Linked DNA regions of Mus musculus: regions 1, 2 and 3 are each linked to region 4. The links are chromatin contacts, called in public Hi-C and promoter capture Hi-C maps. All regions are on one chromosome and are shown on one strand. The core of a region is the stretch at or near the end of the contact, and the rest is flanking DNA. Distances in the headings are between cores, read along the strand shown.

What was found. Promoter capture Hi-C pulls out the DNA fragments that hold promoters and counts their contacts. Hi-C and Micro-C count contacts between places; a contact is called where the count stands out from the background.
Region 1: a promoter capture Hi-C map of embryonic stem cells shows a contact between it and region 4, with 3 times the contacts expected there. The contact joins the promoter of 2310015D24Rik here to the promoter of Mrtfb in region 4. A contact is called at or near these places in 5 of 39 promoter capture datasets (the 3T3-L1 cell line, the SN4741 cell line, embryonic stem cells and 2 more), 1 of 115 datasets of contacts at active chromatin or transcription factors (pancreatic cancer cells) and 1 of 9 other capture datasets (embryonic stem cells).
Region 2: a Hi-C map of double positive thymocytes shows a contact between it and region 4, with 4 times the contacts expected there. The contact joins the promoter of Bfar here to the promoter of Mrtfb in region 4. A contact is called at or near these places in 6 of 484 Hi-C or Micro-C datasets (LSK cells, double positive thymocytes, embryonic stem cells and 2 more) and 2 of 115 datasets of contacts at active chromatin or transcription factors (memory CD8 T cells and pancreatic cancer cells).
Region 3: a promoter capture Hi-C map of pre-B cells shows a contact between it and region 4, with 2.1 times the contacts expected there. The contact joins the promoter of A930007A09Rik here to the promoter of Mrtfb in region 4. A contact is called at or near these places in 3 of 39 promoter capture datasets (the 3T3-L1 cell line, cranial neural crest and pre-B cells) and 1 of 115 datasets of contacts at active chromatin or transcription factors (pancreatic cancer cells).

Annotation. Positions count from the first base shown.
Region 1 is chr16:13,519,702-13,522,401 of GRCm38.p6, reverse strand. It overlaps 2310015D24Rik (RIKEN cDNA 2310015D24 gene), which reads left to right and starts at 1,295. Exons shown (of 4, transcript NR_160674.1): 1 at 1,295-1,412; 2 at 2,627-2,700.
Region 2 is chr16:13,670,557-13,673,256 of GRCm38.p6, reverse strand. It overlaps Bfar (bifunctional apoptosis regulator), which reads right to left and starts at 1,399. Exons shown (of 8, transcript NM_025976.5): 1 at 1,179-1,399.
Region 3 is chr16:13,753,188-13,755,887 of GRCm38.p6, reverse strand. A930007A09Rik (RIKEN cDNA A930007A09 gene) reads right to left here and starts at 1,324. Exons shown (of 1, transcript NM_001357954.1): 1 at 1-1,324. The coding sequence starts at 1,244.
Region 4 is chr16:13,255,110-13,257,809 of GRCm38.p6, reverse strand. Mrtfb (myocardin related transcription factor B) reads right to left here and starts at 1,329. Exons shown (of 17, transcript NM_001122667.2): 1 at 1,256-1,329.

The sequences.
Region 1 (2,700 bases), core at 46-2,545, 260 kb before region 4:
GCACGTCAGCATATTAATTAGGCACCATGGTTAGCCATTTGTCCTGAGTTTCTTTAGGACCTAACAGGTTTTGTATTTATATATTGAGAAGGGTCTTGTTATGTAGCCCAGGCTAGAAGTGAGTTCAAAGGCTCCTAACACAAGGAAATGATGAATGCTTATGCTCCCTACCCAACTCTGATGAAGGCCAACACTGTATACATTCGTAGAAAAACTCATCACACTGTTCTGATAAGCATATATAATTAAAGTCAGCCAAATGTGTCAGCACACGCTTGTTATCTCTGCATTGGAGGGAGGAGGCAGGAGGATCAGCAGCACCCTGGGTTATATGGTGGGACTCTGTGTCAAAAACAAATAAACAAGGGGCTGGGGAAATGGCTCAGATGTAAAGTACTTGCCACACAAGCAATAGGATCCGAGTTCAATCCCCAGCATCCACAGAGAAGCCGGTAATCCAAGAGCCGAGGAAGTAGACCCAGGCAATCCTCGCTGGCCGGCTTGTAAGTCTAGGCAATTGGTGAGTCGAGTTCAGCAAGAGACGCTTGATGAAGACACCTGACAGCGATCTCTGGCTTCCACACTCATACAAGCATACACACATTTCTCCACAATTCCCACAGCACCCCACGCCTCAAATCAGTTAAAGATGTTAAGGACAATCGTGGAGAAGGCAGGACAGAGCAGAATGATAACACGATTCACTAAGACCTCCACCACTGAGGCAGAGGCAGGGCCAGCGTCTTTGAAGCTGCTTATTCTTAGGGTGTGGCCCAGATCCCGACACATCAGTGTCACCTGAGAACTACTCAGAAAGGCACATTCTTGGGCCCCACTCCAGGTCGACTGACTCACAGCTCCAGGGATGCAGCCCAGCAGTCTGCAGACACAGCCTCCTGGGGATTCTGGTGCCCACAAGAGCTTGGAAGTCCCTGAAAGTCCCACAGTTGTTCAGGGTCAAATCTGTGTCTAAGTCTTGTTGACATCAGGAGTCTGCACTCTGAAATGGACAGTGCCTTAGGTTTGAACAAGCTGGGCCACGTGGAAAATGAGTCTTTCACGTACAGGAGTCCAACTCTAAGACGCTCTTGTCACTCACACTGAGAGCCTCATTGATGTGACAGGAGCTGTATTGTCATTATTACTACCGTCCCCAAAAGGAGAAAGGAAAGCTAACAGCAGTTTACAGCATCACTCAGTCGCTGTCTGACAAGAAGTCTGGAAGACACCGAGTTACTTAGGCGATGGGAGAACTTTTCGGATTGCTGCATTTGTTGTTGTTCTGGAACCTTCTAAAGCTCACTCTGAGTACCTCCAGAACTAGCTTTCTCCCTGACAAACTAAAGGAAGTTTTGGCCCCTTGACGTCTTTGTGAGGTTGGCAATCCCCCTGGTCAACCAGAGAACCAACAGGTTTGTTGTTTTTTTACTCCATCTGTTTTGATTCAACTATAAGGGATAGTTTCTAGAACATTCAGACTTCAGGCATCTCTTTGTAAAGTGTCTCAGTTGAATGTCATCTTGCCTATGATCCTTGTGTAAAGAACTTCCAACTCCTGGTTTCAATGACAGGTGGGCCTCAGCCATTTAGAAGGGCCAGGGATTGGAAGGGACCAGGGGCACGGGAGGGGGTTCTGGGACTCTATTTTACTCATGGTTGGGACTACAGTTTAGGATCTAGACTGGCACACTGGAGCTAAGCTTAGCTTCCCCGGATAGTGAAAGCTGTACCAGAGGCCAGGGCTGAGGGTGAAATGAGGCTCCTGCCCAGCCGGGCGCCCTGGGGAGAGCCTCCTATCTGGAACAGAAAATACTCCAAATATTTCCTTTTGGGAATGGGGAGGATAAACCAGATGAAATGTGAAGAGGTGTCTGAAGGCTGGAGGAAACTAGCAGGCCCTTCCAGAACTTCTATTTGCGGTGAGAAACCTTGGCATGGGGCAGCCAGCTCTACTGCAAAAATAGACCAGTGTGCCGAGAAACAGCTCAATTCTGGAAGCAAACGTTCCTCTGCAGGAAAGAGCTTCTCTCCCTCTGCTTCATTCTGCTCTGTACCACAAAGAAGAAGGAGAAAGATAAGCATTTGCTTGTATGCAATGTGTGTGTTTGTGTTTGTGTGCGTGTGCGTGTGTGTGTGTGTGTGTGTGTGCACATGACCATACGCACGTGGTCAACCTTGGGTGTAAATTTCCTTGGGTGCTACCTACAGATTTTTGGTTTTCGTTTGATTGTTTCTGAGACAGGGTCTCCTACTGAGACCTGGTGCTCACCAGGTTGGGTAGGCTGGCCAAGGAGCTTCTGAGATCCTTCTGTCACACCCAGTGTTGGGGTCACACCCTGATTTTTGCATGGGCTTGGGGGATCAAGCTTAGGTCCTCATGCTCGAATGGCAAATGCTTTACTTCCTGGGGCATCTCCTCAGTGCCCAGAGAAGCATTTTAAGAAAAACTGGAGTGTCTATGCAGAGTCATGGCTTCTCTATCAGAACCAAAGCCATTAAAAGAGACATGGGGCAAAAAGATTTGAGATCACTGCCTGGACATCCCGAGTCTCACAATCCACCAGCTGCTATGACACAGTGGAGCATCAGCTCTGCTTTCTGTTCATTTCCTTTTGCTTCTATAAAGGTGAGATGACAATGAAAATAAGGCCCAGTGTACAGCAAAAGGGATGTAGCAAGACAGAAGTGACTGTGACTCAG
Region 2 (2,700 bases), core at 150-2,649, 420 kb before region 4:
AACAAACAAAGAACCAAAACCAAAGTTAAGTCTTCAGAGCGAGGCCAACCTGGGCTCCCAATCTGGTCACCCTTTGTTCTCCTCGAGCTTCATTACTTTCCATTTATCAAGCCATACTAATATTATCGCTAAAGGATTGTGGGATTAGATGTCAAACTTCGACCAGGTAAAAAGTTTGCTGACTGATAATAATAGCATTACTAACTGTCACATTTTACTGAATGCTGTTAACAGTGTGGTTAGCATTTATACTGCCAGAGAGAAAGGGGGAAAAGGGTGTGTGTGTGTGTGTGTGTGTGTGAACAGCCTGGACAGAGTACAGCTTTCCCATCAGGTTTATGGACGATATTCCCTGGCATATACCGTGCACTTTGGTCGGGACACATCCAGGCTGTTTATAAAAGAGCACTGACAAAAGTAAATAAAACTTCATCAGCACGTGCAGTCCGTACCTAAAGGTGAAAGGAAAACTCCTTCGCATTGGCCTCTCCTGGTGTGACGTTGGGGCCACTCCAAGGGCGGGCCAATGGGCTTCCGTGGGGAGGACCCAATGGCTCCCACTTTCTCTTCTCAACCAAAGTTAGGGGTTTGCCCCTTGCCCAGTTAAAGGTCCCCAGTTAGACACAGCGTCTCTCTTCTAAAACACACACACACACACACGCTCTCATCAGCACACGATTTTTGAGTCGTGTGTATGGGAATGAGAAGAGCTAAGTTCTAGGTCAGCCTCGGTGTCACTTTGGAGTCTGATGTTCCGTTATCCTCACTTCCCATTATGAAACCCTCTGCCTTGGGACAGGAAGGTGCCTCGGATTTAGCCGACGTGGCGGGCGCCCATAGCCCGCAAGTAAGTGGAAACAAGACCCATCTCTGTCACCACCCCAGGGTCGAGTGGCTCTGACCCAGACCCCGACGCGGGGGAGGACTAGAGACCTGCAGTGGCGTGGGTCTTCGCCTCGTAAGGGAAGGGGCTACGGTCCGCAGCCCTGCTGGGACGCGTCCAGGCCGGGGTGAGGAGGCCCCAGAGCCTGGACCCACCCCGCCAGCGCAGCTCCGGGAGCGGGTTCAGTCCCCGCCAGCGCAGCTCCGGGAGCGGGTTCAGTTCCGTCTCCCGCGCCGCACTCTCAAGCCAAGCGCCCTGCCGGACCATTACCACCCCACACCGTGCCGAAGCTCACCTCGCCACTAGTCCTGGTACCCACTCTGTCACCGCCACCTGCCAGGACCCCGCGGAAGTAGAGGACAAGGCTTCGCTTCCGGAAATAACCTGGGCCTAGGGGCCGACTACGATCAGCTCCCGCAACCATAGAGGAGAGACCTCTTTATGCTCTCAACCCCGTGCGACCTCCGGCTGCCTAGAGCGGCTGCTCTAGGGGCATGCGGGCGCATGCGCACCAACGCGACCCGCCCCTTCCTTTTCGTCCGAGCCAAGCACAGAAGTCACCGCCCCAGGTCTGGAGGTTCCAGCTGGATTGCGTTCCCGTATTTAGCTAGCTTTATTCAGCCATCAAAGTCTCCCACAGTGCCCGAATGCATCGTAATAGATCTTAACTTCACATTTATGAAGAAAACCACAGAAGCAGTCCTTAAAGTTTTATTTATAGAGTCGGAATTTGGGGTAAAATGGCGTTATCACATTTACTCCGCAGCTACCCACCTTGATCTAGATCTGTTGAGAACTCAATGGTACTATGTTTTCAATCTATGACGTTGTGAGACCATGCTTGGCAGGATGATCTTTGTGAGTTCGAAGCCAGTCTAGTCTACGGAGTGAATTCCAAGACAGTCAAAGCTACATAGTGAAACTTAACCAAAGAAAGAAAAAGTTCCTGTTTCTCAGTTCTGATTTAATAAACTGTTTGCAACCCCATTCACATGTACGTGCCCTCGTTCCTTCCCTTTCATTGTATCTTTATAAAAACGTGTTAATAGCCAACTCGGGTTTTGTTTGTTTGTTTGTTTGTTTGTTTGTTTTCGAGACAGGGTTTCTCTGTATAGCCCTGGCTGTCCTGGAACTCACTTTGTAGACCAGGCTGGCCTCAAACTCAGAAATCCACTTGCCTCTGCCTCCCAAGTGCTGGGATTAAAGGCATGCGCCACCAGACCCGGCAATAGCCAACTCTTTAAACAACTCTTTAAACTCTTATCTCCTATAAGCCAGCAGAGGCTGCTCTCTCAAAACCCGATTTAGGAGGAGACAGTCAGTTAGCCTAGGTGTACCCCCCAAATACAGCTTGCTTTAATTGGACAATCATTGATTTGATCTTTCAAAATTTTAACATCTCTACGTTGTTGGAGATGGGGCTGGGAATGAAGCTCAGTTGGTACACTGCTTGACTAACATACCAAGCTGTGCTGAGTTCGATCCCAGTAGCATATAAACGAACTGGGCTCGGTGGCACACCTGTAATCCCCAAACGAGGCAAGGAGTAGGCAAGAGGATTCGAAGTTGAAGGCTGTCAGGCATGGTAGCGCTTTAACCCCAGAATTCAGGAAGCAGAGGCAGGATCTCTGTGAGTTCGAAGCCAGCCTGGCCTACAAAGTGAGTCCTCTTAAGACTGCCAGGGCACTGTTGTACAGAGAAGCTCTGTCTTGAAAAAGAAAAAAAAGTTTAAGACTATGGAGACTTAGCTATGGAATGAGTTTGAGATCAGCCACCTCTAAAGGAATAAATGAGAGTGTTCTTTTCAAGTTGGTAAA
Region 3 (2,700 bases), core at 75-2,574, 500 kb before region 4:
CTGATCTTAGAGCGCCCCTGAGAGTGAGGGCCCAAAGGCACACAGCTTTCAGAAGATACAGAGGGCAGGATTTGGCTCTGAGAGGTCACAGGTACCATAGATAAACTGTCAGGGATCACCAAGAGATGGCTCTGGCTTTCTTCTCGTTCCAGAGGGTAGATCTTAGAGGCCACACTGATCTTAGAGCGCCCCTGAGAGTGAGGGCCCAAAGGCACACAGCTTTCAGAAGATACAGAGGGCAGGATTTGGCTCTGAGAGGTCACAGGTACCATAGATAAACTGTCAGGGATCACCAAGAAGTGGCTCTGGCTTTCTTCTCGTTCCAGAGGGTAGATCTGAGTGGCCACACTGATCTTAGAGCGCCCCTGAGAGTGAGGGCCCAAAGGCACACAGCTTTCAGAAGATACAGAGGGCAGGATTTGGCTTTGAGAGGTCACGGGTACCATAGATAAACTGTCAGGGATCACCAAGAGGTGGCTCTGACTTTCTTCTCGTTCCAGAGGGTAGATCTGAGAGGCCACACTGATTTTAGAGTGCTCCTGAGAGTGAGAGTCCAAATACACATGGCTGTCAGAGGACATTGCCATCTGAGAATTGCTGTCAGACGCCAAAGGGTAGGTCTGCGAAGTCACTGAAAAGACAGGTTGACTCCTAGAAGTACAAATGGAAAGACCGGTGTGGACAATGCCCAGAGGCAGGCTCTTAGAGGTCTGGACTCTGCTAAACTGATTCAGAACAGCCTCAGGCTTCGCTGAACGGAACAACGCTCTGCCACCCGAGGTTCTGGCGTCGCAGTTCCTTTCTAGCTGCCCCGGGTCCGTAGAGCTGATGCTACTGATCCGCTGGACGACCCGCGGGTGGAGTCGCCGCCGCCGTCGCCGGCGAATCCGCTGAAAGGTGTCGGAGACGCTCCTAAGGGTCAGCGAGAAGCGACGGCTGCCGCTACGGTGCACCCCGCTCTCGCGGGGCGAAGTCCCCCTCAAGGGGTCTTCCGGGAGCGCCTCTATGTTGCCGGTGTACCAGGAGATCCACCACAGGAGACTGACGAAGATGATGATGGAACCCAAATAGAGCAGCATGTCGTAGAACAGCAAGTTGGCGAAGACGCCAGTGAACAGCACTGCCACACCCACCGCGTCGAAGGCGACGCCCAGCCAAAAAAAGTGACTGCAGCGACCCAAGGGCCCGGACTGCATCTCCGCCAAGTCTGTGTTCTTTTGCGGAAGCTCCGAGAGGCTCAACATCTTCCACGCAAACCCCGCCAGAGGACACCAGGCCCAGGGCGCTGCCACAGGCGGGCTTTAGACACTCTCCATGGCAACGCAAGGGGCGGGGCGGGAAGCGGCATTCTGCTCCACACCAGGAAACTGGAGCGGGCCAAGGGAGCTGCGCGTGCGCACGACGACCTGCTGAACCTTCTGCGTTTGCGCCCAGTGCTAGCCCGGGCAGCTTTTCTCAGTCTGGGATCCTTAGGTGTATCAAGAAGTAGAATTTATGGGTAGGGGAGTGGGGGTGGGTGGGTATGGGGGACTTTTGGTATAGCATTGGAAATGTAAATGAGCTAAATACCTAATAAAAAATGGAAAAAAAAAAAAAAAAGAAGTAGAATTTATGACAATGAAACTAGCGGTACCTGGGGCGAGAATCTTCTTGGCCTCAGGTGCAGTTAGCATCTAGTGTTGTTAGGTCTGTACTCCCATCTTCTCTGGTGACTGTTGATAAACTTGCCCAAGGACCTAATAGACCCCATCGCGTGTCCGTCCGTCCGTCCCCCCCCCCACCCCACCCCCCCACCCCCCCACCCCCCCCACCCCCGCCAACCAACCATGTATTGTAGAGGCTGGGAGGGAGAGGGTAGGATGAAAGGAGAAAAAGGTTGACCTTTATGTGTGTGTTTGATGGATTTTAAAACATTTGGTACATTTTAAATAGATTTAGGCCTGTAGTTCAGGCCACATTTACTTAGGCCTATAGGCACACGCCACTATACTTGGAGAAAACTACTCTTAAGCATTTTCAAACGTATAGATAGAAAATTATAAAGGAATAAAGAATGATAGGTTGTCCCTACTTGGCCTGAGCATTCAAGCAATACAAATTGGAATCAGAGGGTTATTAAAGTGTTTTTTTTAAAAGATTTATTTATTTATTATATACACTGTTGCTGTCTTCCGACATTCCAGAAGAGGGTGTCAGATCTTGTTACATATGGTTTGTGAGCCACCATGTGGTTGCTGGGATTTGAACTCAGGACCTTTGGAAAAGCAGTCAGTGCTCTTAACCGCTGAGCCATCTCACCAGCCCCTATTAAAATGTTTTTAAAAAGGTCAGACATGATAGTGCAGGACTTTAGTCCTAGCACTCAACAAGCAGAAGCAAGCAGATCTCTGAGTTGGAAGTCAGCCTGTCCTAACTTGAGAATTCCAGGCCAACCAGGACTATACTGTGAGACCCTGTGTCAAAATGAATGGATGAAAATAAAAAGACCTGAAGGTGTGTCCAGGAAGTTGGAAGTGGATATAATCAAGAAATCTATGTATAAAATTGTCAAAGAATAAAAAGTTAATAAAGTATAAAGATAATTAGAGAAAACAATATGGCAAATGTTCATAATTATAGAATATAGATGAAATAAGTATAGGTGTTCATTATTCAGTTCTTTCCTGTGTTCTTTAGGCTTGACATTTTTCAAAATAGTTG
Region 4 (2,700 bases), core at 80-2,579:
TACTAACAATAAGCATGAGGGATTTTGTGTACTCCATTAAATGTAGAGAACTCGGGCTTTGTATTGGTTACAATGTAGCCTGGAATACAGCATCCCTGGAGGGCTGTATTATCTGAGCCTAACCAGAGACAGGCTGTGATTTATCTTGCACGCTGTCAGTCAGCCTACATTGTTTTTCTCATTAGCATCAATTACCCCAAGTAACACGGTTTTATCTCAGGTCCCAATCTTTGTTCCTGACTTTGAGACTCACTGTCCCACAAGTGCATGCGTACATACGTGAGTGTGTGTCTCCAAACATACTCACTAGCCGCAGGGTCCGTGATATTACGTCCTACCTAGCTGGGTGTCTGGGCTGCACTAACGCCATAGCACGTATTTCTTCTTCACATCTAAAGGAGAGCACTCTACTGACCTTGGATCACGTATAGGAAGATATAGTATGAACTTCGTGTCAGGGTGGCAAACATTTGCCACAGAACCAAAAGTTAGGAACTTCACAACCGCTCATCCTAAGAGTGCGATCTCAAGCTTCAGAAAAGAATCAAACTTTTCAAAGTTTCTTTGCCTGAGGCAAACCTTGAGCTATCCTCGTGGCCTGAGACCCTACACCCGCCGCACCCCTCGTCACTGTCACACCGCGTCTGCTCATACACAGGGCCAAAGGGTAGCTTCTGAACACTGAGAACTAGGCAAAGTTTCAGGGACAGAACAAAAGCGGTGGAAAACTTTCTCCCTGGAAACCCGGAACGCTGCGTGCGTGCAATTTCGGGAGGGCTTGCAGACACACCCTCTGCAGCCCCGCGGGGACCCCAGGGGAAGAGCCGCGAGCAGGGCTGGGGAGGAGGATGGAAGGTGAGTCCGGGGCGTGGGCCGTCCCCATCCCACCACGTCCCCGTCGAGTGGCTCCGGCCAAGGCGCTGCTGCACCTCACTGCAGTTCCAGCGTGGGAGCGCGCAAGCGAAGCGCCTGGTACCAACTCCAGGCTGCCCGGGAAGATCGGGCCGCGGCCGCACACAGGGGACCCCCGACGAGGGAAGCCCGGACCCGGTAGCCCCGAGACCGCGGCCGCCCCGCCCCGCCCCGCCCCGCGCGAGTCCCGGGACAGCGCGCACCCGGAGGCGCCGCAGCAACCTCGAGGGGCCACCGAGGACGCGGGCCTTCCGTCCGTCCCTCTCCCGGGGCCCGGCCTCGCCCTCCGCAGCTCTCCCCTGCCTCAGTCCCAACGGCCGCCTCGCACCCGCTCGCCGCTCACCTCCCCGGCCGCTGCCGCCGCCGCCGCCACCGCTGCCGCAGCTACCACCGGATCTCGCGAGACTTCGCTCCGCCCCCGTGCTTACCCTCCTCCCGTCTGAAGGCACGGAGCCCGTCCTGGAAGCTCCAGGTAGCGCCGAGCCGACTCCCGGAGGTTTACACCCTGCTTCCCTTCTCCCACCCGGCATCCGCCCTCGCCCCTGACCCGGAAAAGTTAAAACCCAGGTGCGAGGCCGCCCGCTCCCGCCGCGCTCTCACCTGGCTGCCCCGGGGCGCATGCGCAGCTGGGCTGCGGAGCTGGGAGCTCTTTGGTTGCTGCCTAAGCTCTGGCTGCTCCCAGTCAGATAGATGGTCAGTCAGTGCCGGCTACCCTAGCAAGCAAACAGCTCATGCTGCCTCACTAAGTGCATTCTTGCCGCCTCCCCATTCCAGAAGGAGGTTGCAGCGGACGAGCAGACCGGCCTGTGGAGTCGGTGCGTTTCTGATGCCACACCCGCACCTGTAGGAACCCCTCCTCTTGAGCCCTGCCTCACTCTCCACCCCTCTGTAGTTCTTCCGAGTGGAAGAAGTGACCCCAATAGGGGGTCTGTTGCAACCCATCTTAATGCAACTAGACAAGAGAACGCTTTTCACACTTTCTCCAACTCTGTAGAGCCCTAAAAGCAAAATATGTTCGAAAACAGTGGGAGAACCCAGGATAGAATGGTTCATGGACATAGAGCCAGGGCATTCGTGGAGTTAGGTCAGCTGTTCGGGGCCACAGGGGGTCGCATATCAGATTCTGTGTATCATTTACATTGATTCATAACAGCAAAATAACTTTATGGTTGGGGGATCACCACAACATGAGGAACTGTATTAAAGGGTCCCAGCATTAGGAAGGCTGAGAACCACTGCATTACGGTGTGACTTCTTCCCAAAAGAAAACTTAAGAGTAATTGCTTCTAAGGAAGAGAGGCTGGCATAGTGAGATGCACTAAAGTGGGTACCCATAACCTCGTGCCTTAGAGTTTTACTGCTGTAAACAGAAAATTGCCATGACCAAGGCAACTCTTATAAGGACATTTAATTGGGGCTGGCTTACGGGTTCAGAGGTTAAGTCCGTTATCATTAAGGCAGGAACATGGCAGCAACCAGGCAGATATGGTACAGAAAGAGTTGAGAGTTCTACAGCTTCATCTGAAGGCTGCTAGGAGAAGAATGGCTTCCAGGCAGCTAGGGTGAGAGCCTTAAAGCCCATGCCCACAGTGACACACCTACTCCAACAAGGCCACATCTTCTAATAGTGCCACTCCCTGGGCAGAGCATATACGAACCATCACACTTCCGAAGCCTGCAATAAAGAAAATACCCATATGGTCTTAGTAACACAGTATTTGAATTTGCATGACTCTAGGGCCTGGCACTGCCTTGTGACAAGGTCTTTGTCTTAGTTTGAGTTTCTAT